Linked DNA regions of Mus musculus: region 2 is linked to region 1. The links are chromatin contacts, called in public promoter capture Hi-C maps. All regions are on one chromosome and are shown on one strand. Each heading gives the region's core, a stretch centred on a gene start, on an enhancer-like site or on the middle of the called end of the contact. The rest is flanking DNA. Distances are from core to core; before and after follow the strand shown.

Region 1 (3,696 bases), core at 412-2,911:
TGTTTACTCTCGTTGGCTCTCTCCCGCGCTGCTGCAGGGACGGATTGGCTCTCCCGCTCCCCTGACGCTCACGGGCTCCGCCCCGGAGCGGCCATCTGCTCCTCGTGGGTCCTGGGGTCTCCTCCTGACCCACTCCCTCCGCCCCTCCTCTCGCGCCCCTCCCCGCCCCCACTCCGCCGGGCTCCGCCCCTTCCCCCTCCCGGCGCCTGGGGCTCCGAATCTTCCCCGCGGTTGCCCCGGAGACGAGCCGATACCAGGCAAATAGGCATTGGAGAAAGAAAAGGGGGGAAAGCTGCACGACAGCCTGTTAACAAAGGAGCCACAAAAGCAGCCCCCGAATGTCTGGGAGAAAAAATCCGAAAGCGAACTAGCAATCATCCCAATTTAAAACCGGAGGGAGACGCAGAGGAAGGGGCAAGGTTCCCGTGGGGTGGGTGCACAGATTGCCTTTTGAGCCTTTGGGAATCTCCTGGATGGTGGTGTTGGACCAGCCCAGTTGACTTTTCAAGTTGGAACTGCTAATGAGGGATTCGTGTCCATCCTGGCGGCCGGGTTCTCGGGCCAGTCCAGCAGGCTTCCTTACGGGTGCTAACACGTTGGTTGGCAAGACGCGTTTCGACGAAATATTCCTTCCAGGCGCTCCGTGGAATATGACTTTGGGATTTAATAATGTATCTAAAGGTACTGGACAGGAGATGAAACTTCACGCAACGATGTTCTGCTCAGGGACTGTCAAACAGCACTTGAACAAAGGGTTATTGGCTTGAACCAACTGTCCTTTTCACTCAAAGTGTGACCTATTTCCCTACAATGAACAGAAAGTAACTGTTTGACAATTCCGAGCCAACACTAAGAGAAACGAGCCATTCCCTCGACTGCTTCTCGCCTCCATCGTTCACGTTGCAGTCATTAAATGCAAACGCCGAAAGATGTTTTGGATGTTTTCATGAGCGAGACTAGAGGAATATTTATTAAGTTGCATCCTCTATCCCCTCTCCCTTCCAGATACATTAAATCAACGCCTGGTCTTTCACACACTAAAAGCGTCTGGTACTTCGGTGGCAAGGGCTGTAGCGAACGAGAGAGATATCCTACACACCGCTGTAGAGCTTTGCCTTTAGCCTGGGTTAGACGTGGAGTCTCCAGGGATTTTCTTTCTGTCTCTCAACCTTGCAGGCGATTTCTTCTGAGACTAGGACTCGGTCTTTTAGGATTTCCTCGCTGTTGCCTCTCTTCCAGGAGCACACTTGATGCTGTGCACAGACAAGTTCAAAATGAGAGTCCCTCCGATGTTGGCAGCAGGCTAGGAAAACAACCCGTGTCGACGAGAGTAGCTGCCTCCCAACTGTAAATATGGATTCGTACACTCAAGGCTCGGTCTAGTTTTACCACAGAGGAAAATTAATGATGTCGTTTCTTACAGTGATAACATGCTAGCAAGTTTCGATCTTCTGAAAATGGTCCTCACAATGTTTTGTGGAAAAGTGATCGGTAATTGGAATAGTTGGAGAGACGCGATTTGAGGTGCTCCAAGGACCAATTTCAAAATATTTTATTTCACGCCTCTAGGAGAGAAAGGAACGAGCATGGCTTAGGCTGTTTGCTGTTTTTGCGTTTCCCACATCTGGCCTACAGACCTAATTCCAACTGGAGATCTTGCTAGATGAAATTCGATCTTCGTGGTTTAAATACCTTTCAGTGTGGGACGATTTAACAATTGCAGCAGTTTTTTTAAAAAAAGAAACACCCCCCCCCAAAAAAAAAAATCCTTGCGCACTATCTGTGAAACCCTTATGGAGTGCGGAGGGAAAAAATGCTGCTAGCACACAAATCCTACCCATTGTCTTTAACACTCGTATACACACTTATACACGTAAACACACGGGAAAGATGGGGGAGGGGAGAGAATGGCTAGAGACAGACGCGGATATAGACCGGCAAGAGTCAATGCGAGTCAAGTTAAAGCTTTCTCCGCCCCCATCCATAAGTACCCCCTCCCGCGTTAATTAATTCCAAACAAAGCAAGCCAATCAAGACATGCATTATTATTTTCAGGCCGAGGGAGACGAGAAGCACGTATTTTTTAATTGATTTATTTATTTGGAAGACATTAATTCTTGGTCTGAGGCTGATTTTCAAACCGTTTGCAAAGCGCGGCTCCATTGTTCGCCCGGAGCGCAGGCCCCGCCCCCTGCTTTGTGTGCGGCGCGCGGATTGGCCAGCGCGCGCGGGGGCCGCGTCAGCGCCCGCGAGCCCATTCATCTGTGCACTTGGGCGTTGGACCCCGCATCTTATTAGCAACCAGGGAGATTTCTCCATTTTCCTCTTGTCTACAGTGCGGCTACAAATCTGGGATTTTTTTTTATTACTTCTTTTTTTAAAAAAACTACACTTGGGCTCCTTTTTTGTGCTCGACTTTTCCACCTTTTTCCCTCCTTCCTGCGCTGCTGCTTTTTTGATCTCTTCGACTAAAAATTTTTTATCCGGAGTATTTAATCGGGTCTCTTCTGTCCTCCTCGCCACCCCCACCCCCTCCCTCCGGTGTGTGTGCCGCCGCCGCTGTTGCTGCTGCTGCTGCTCGCCCCGTCGTTACACCAACCGAAGGCTCTTTGTTTCCTCTCTTGGATCTGTTGAGTTTCTTTGTTGAAGAAGCCAGCATGGGTGCCCAGTTCTCCAAGACCGCAGCGAAGGGAGAAGCCACCGCCGAGAGGCCCGGGGAGGCGGCTGTGGCCTCGTCGCCTTCCAAAGCAAATGGGCAGGTAAATTCTACCTGTGGTTCTTGGCATTTCTTGGGTGTCTTTCTCTAATCTGGACGCCTCGTCTTCCCTCTGGTCGCGCCCGAGATGCATTCGAGGGAGGGGAGCCTAGCCAGATTCTAGTCTGAAAGTTGAATGGGTAATGATAGCCTAAATTGTCAATTTTTCATAGGAAGGGTACCCTCCACCCCCACCCCAAAGGAGTGGTTCCTAAGGATCCTGGCCAATTCTTGAGTAGACCGGAGGAAGAGTGATAAATCGTCTAAAATGGCGTGGTTTGGAGATTGGCTGAACGTGACTAGTTAGATGCACCCCCCCCCCAACGCCCCTCCAGGTTGCATTTGTATTTGGGGCCACAGTGGTGTTTGGGTGGCTCACGTATTTATTGTCGAGATTGGGTCGTCTTTGAGATTTCTGGTGTGGTTGTGTGTGTGCGCGCGCGTGTGTATGTGTGTGTAGGAAGGGGGGAGCCAACGCGGATGGCGGTGGAGAAAGGCAAGCTGAGAAGGCTTGTCTTATTGTATCCAGAGGCAGTATGCCTCGGGTTCTTGGAAAGGTGGCTGGTTAGAGCCGGACAGGCAGCTTTTCCAAGTGCCTTTGCGATGGCCCTTCCCCTCCCCCTTTGGTAGCTGTGTAATTACACACCCATATGACTTTTCAAATGGTATCCTGGTGTGGTGGGAATTCTCAGTGGGTTTTTGAAGACCCTTTCCTGCCTGCCAAGAAGGGAGCAGTTCTGGTGTTTTGGTCTGGACTGTTCGTGTGAGTGGCACCTTGGCCACCCTCGAGGATTGCCTCAGTGCTGCTGCGACCCAGGCAGAGAGCCATGGTTGGGTGGGCTCAAGAGGTCGGCCATGGGTGGCTGCTTTCCAAACAGCGAGCACCCACCACGCCTCTTTTCCTAGAGCCAAAAAAAAAAAAAAAAAAAAAAAAAAAAAAA
Region 2 (3,696 bases), core at 361-2,860, 1.7 Mb before region 1:
TCTGGAATGAACTACAATCCAGAAATGGAGGGCACACTGTGATCCAGGTCTTGAAGACGCGGGTGTTTGATCTGAAACTTGACGTGGAATGACACGTGCTTTTCATCCAGATCTTGAGACATAGTGGCAGTGAAAAGTTTAGGCCCAGGCATGCTGGTACACACTTTTAATCCCAGGAGACAAAGGCAAGAAGATCTCTGAGTTCAAGCCCAGCTTGGGACAGAGCAAGTTCCAAGTAAAGAACAGTTTAGGTCCAGGTGTGGTGGTGCACACCTATAATCTGGGCCGTACCTTCTGCTGGAGGCCTACATAAGGACACTGGAAGAAGAAAGACTCACTCTCCTTTGCCTGCTTGCACTTACTTGCCAGCACGTCTGTTGAAACCTACTTCTTCTGGATTCTAGCTTATACAGAAGACCAGCTGAAACACCTACCCTCATGGGATTCTTTAATTCCCATTCACAGTTGCCTATTGTTGGATTAGTTGGACTGCAGACTGTAAGTCATTCTAATATATATATATTTAAATATATAGAGAAATTCTGTAAGTTCTGTGGGAACTTTAGAGAATGCTGCCTAACAAAAGTGTTCTGCATTTGCTGTATCATCTGCATCTGCAACTAGTTGGGTGCATCACTGGGGGCTTTGCTGACAAGACCCGTTGCTTGCCACACCATTCCAGTGTGTTGCAGAACAGTGACTTTCTAGGGGACCTGCAAGTCCTTCACACCCATTCTTTATAACCAAATATCTGTGGAAGCAGGAAGTTCTCAACATTACTTATACCTTCCCCTCCTTCCCTCCCTCCCTTTCATCCCTTTCCCTCTCTTCATTTTTTTTTCTTTTTAAAAAAATTTATTTATTGTATGAGTACTCTGCTGCATATACATCCACATGCCAGAAGAGGGCAGCAGTTCTCCTTACAGATGGTTATGAGCCACCATGTTGTTGCTGGGAATTGAACTCAGAACCTCTCAGAAGAGCAGCCAGGGCTCTTAACTGCTGAGCCACCTCACCAGCCTGCCTTCCTTTCTTCCTTCCTTCCTTCCTTCCTTCCTTTCTTCCTTCCTTCCTTCCTTCCTTTCTTTCTTTCTTTCTTCCTTCCTTTCTTCCTTTCTTCCTTTCTTCCTTTCTTCCTTTCTTCCTTTCTTCCTTTCTTCCTTTCTTACCAGACAGAGAAGTAATATTAAGAATATTAAGGAAAAAGAAGGGATATTAGGTAAACAGGAGGAGTAATTCTACAAATCTGTTGAATTCATGGTGACTATAATTAATAATAATAATGTATCCTACAATTGAAAATGACCAAGAAAGTAGACTTGTTCTTATCCTCTAAACCGATAAATATGTAAAATGATGAATATCTTAATCAGCATGATCTAATTACTTAGTGGGTTTTTCTGTGTAGCTCTAGCTGACTCACTCTGTAGACCAGGCTGGCCTCAAACTCACAGAGAACTATCTGTCTCTGCCTTCCGAGTGTAGGACTTAAAGTCATGATTTACTCTTAGAGGGAGTTTTTGACTCACATTGTGGGTGGAGCTTATGGCTCATTGTGGGTGGAGTCTGTCACAGCCACTATATAAGGCTCCATCCAGCCCTAGCGCCTGATTACTTCAACCAAGAGCTTGAGCAAGTAAATACAGAAGCACAAGTGGTCAGATCCTAAGTCCTTTGCTGGAGACCACCAACTCTAGGTAAACTGATACTTCTGTGTGTCTGTCTTCACAATCCTATTTCTCTCTGGCTACAACGTTTGTTTGTGTCTTTATCTTTGGTTTTCAGATGAGGAAAGAGAACTTGGACTCTAAACATCACTATGTAAAAGTTTCACAAGATAACTTAATGGAAAACATTTTGGAAATGGAGGCAACCTGTGCAATTTGCCTGGACATTTACTCTCATCCTATTTATCTCTCCTGCGCCCACATACTTTGCTTTGATTGCGGTAAAAAATGGATGACAAAGAAAGAAGACTTGATAATGACCTGTCCCGTGTGTCGAAAAGAACAAAAGAGACCTGTCAAGTATGATGGGGTAATGAAAGAACTGGCCATCCTTTTAAAGCAGCATGGCCCCTTACTGAAGCAACATAAAGGGCAGATCACTGGACTTCTGAGATTGGTATCAGAGAATACGGCTCTGGCAGCTAAGACTGGTGACTCCTCCCGGGAACCCTCTAATGATTTAAAGGGTGGGAAGCCTGGTCATAATTTGGTGGAAGATCCCAGAAGATTCATTTCTTCAGCCCATGTCGTGGACAACTCCCACTTTTTTTCAGTCTGCCACTGGGAAGTTGATGTGGAGAAAAGGAACGAATGGGCTCCAGGTATTTGCAAGGAACCAGTCAGCAGGAGGAACATCTATTTACTCCGTGAACATAAGTTCCAGTTGCTTGGTGAGAAGACGAGAGAAATCAGAGTTAATTTTATTTCAGAAAGACACCATAGAAGCCCTGGCCTTTACCACGTAGGGATTTTCCTAGCCTTGACTATGGAAGAAACCAAGTTTGTGATGGGAAAAGCAACGACTTTACCTATGAGCATCATTATCTCTGCTTTTTTGGAGCTCATTCCTTTGTTTTAAGGTAAGGAAAAGGCCAGTGGAAGGGAAAAGTGGTGCCCCCATGTTAACATCTGCCTTTGAGTAATTCATCAATTATTAGTTTTTAATCTTCCTTTCAGAGCAAGATTGGAGGACCAAGGTAAAGCATTGCACTAAGACTTGGAAGACTTCTGATGAACTCTATAGACTCCTGAGATCACTCTGGGGATAATTATGTTGTAGGCAAATAGCTGTGTACTGTATATTTTTTTTACAGTAAAATATTGTCAATGTTTTATGGATATAGAGTATCCGTGCTTACTGGTTTTTATGTAAACTTAATACAAACTGGAGTTACCTAAGAGGAGGGAGCCTGAATTGAGATGCCTCCATAAGATTAGGCTGTAGACAAGCCTGTAGGGCATTTTAAAAATTAGCGTGGTGGCGCATGCCTTTAATCCCAGCACTCGGGAGGCAGAGGCAGGCAGATTTCTAAGTTCAAAGCCAACCTGGTTTACAAAGTGAGTTCCAGGACAGCCAGGGCTATACAGAGACACCCTGTCTCGAAAAACAAAAACAAAAAAAACAAAACAAAACAACAACAACCCCCCCCCCCCAAAAAAAAATAGTGATTGATGCAATAATGTTCAGCTCATTGTTGGTCCGGCTACACATAGGCTGATTGGTCTTGTTTTCTATAAAAGCAGGCTAAGTGAGCCATAAGATGCAAGCCAGTGGTCTAGCTCTCAGCTCTGCCTGCATTCCCAGAGGCCAGCCAGCACCATGCCCACTAACATCTGGGAAAACCAGGTGGGATTCTCCCCCAGGCCTCTTGCCCGACAGGTCCCTTAGACACAACTAGCATCAGCAAATTGTGGGATGCAGGGGATGCATGCTACTGGGGATGCAGGCAGAGTCGTGGCCTGGAAAATGGAGTGGGTACAGTTTACCATTGTTGGGTGTGCTTTATGAGAACTTGGCAGGCAGGGGATTTGGGAGAGTGGCAGTTCCTGATGCTGGCAGGCCTCTGGGGATACAGGGAGATTTATGTACTAGAATGTAGTAGTGGGAACAAGGCACAACTCTGCCTGCATCCCCAGTAGCATGCCGGCACCGGGAACAACATAAAAACAGTCAATAAGAGCAAGGGTA

What was found. Promoter capture Hi-C pulls out the DNA fragments that hold promoters and counts their contacts.
Region 2: a promoter capture Hi-C map of second pharyngeal arch cranial neural crest shows a contact between it and region 1, with 27 times the contacts expected there. The contact joins the promoter of Rfpl4b here to the promoter of 5930403N24Rik in region 1. A contact is called at or near these places in 12 of 39 promoter capture datasets (3T3-L1-derived adipocytes, the SN4741 cell line, cranial neural crest and 7 more), 1 of 15 datasets of contacts at CTCF or cohesin (large pre-B cells), 1 of 484 Hi-C or Micro-C datasets (embryonic fibroblasts), 16 of 115 datasets of contacts at active chromatin or transcription factors (the NIH/3T3 cell line, SST interneurons, T-cell acute lymphoblastic leukemia and 12 more) and 1 of 9 other capture datasets (adipose tissue).

What each region holds. Positions count from the first base shown.
Region 1 is chr10:37,137,497-37,141,192 of GRCm38.p6, reverse strand. 5930403N24Rik (RIKEN cDNA 5930403N24 gene) reads right to left here and starts at 1,661. Exons shown (of 3, transcript NR_166104.1): 1 at 448-1,661. Marcks (myristoylated alanine rich protein kinase C substrate) reads left to right here and starts at 2,267. Exons shown (of 2, transcript NM_008538.2): 1 at 2,267-2,759. The coding sequence starts at 2,658.
Region 2 is chr10:38,819,693-38,823,388 of GRCm38.p6, reverse strand. It overlaps Rfpl4b (ret finger protein-like 4B), which reads left to right and starts at 1,610. Exons shown (of 3, transcript NM_001177783.1): 1 at 1,610-1,697; 2 at 1,786-2,587; 3 at 2,685-2,848. The coding sequence starts at 1,786. The coding sequence ends at 2,586.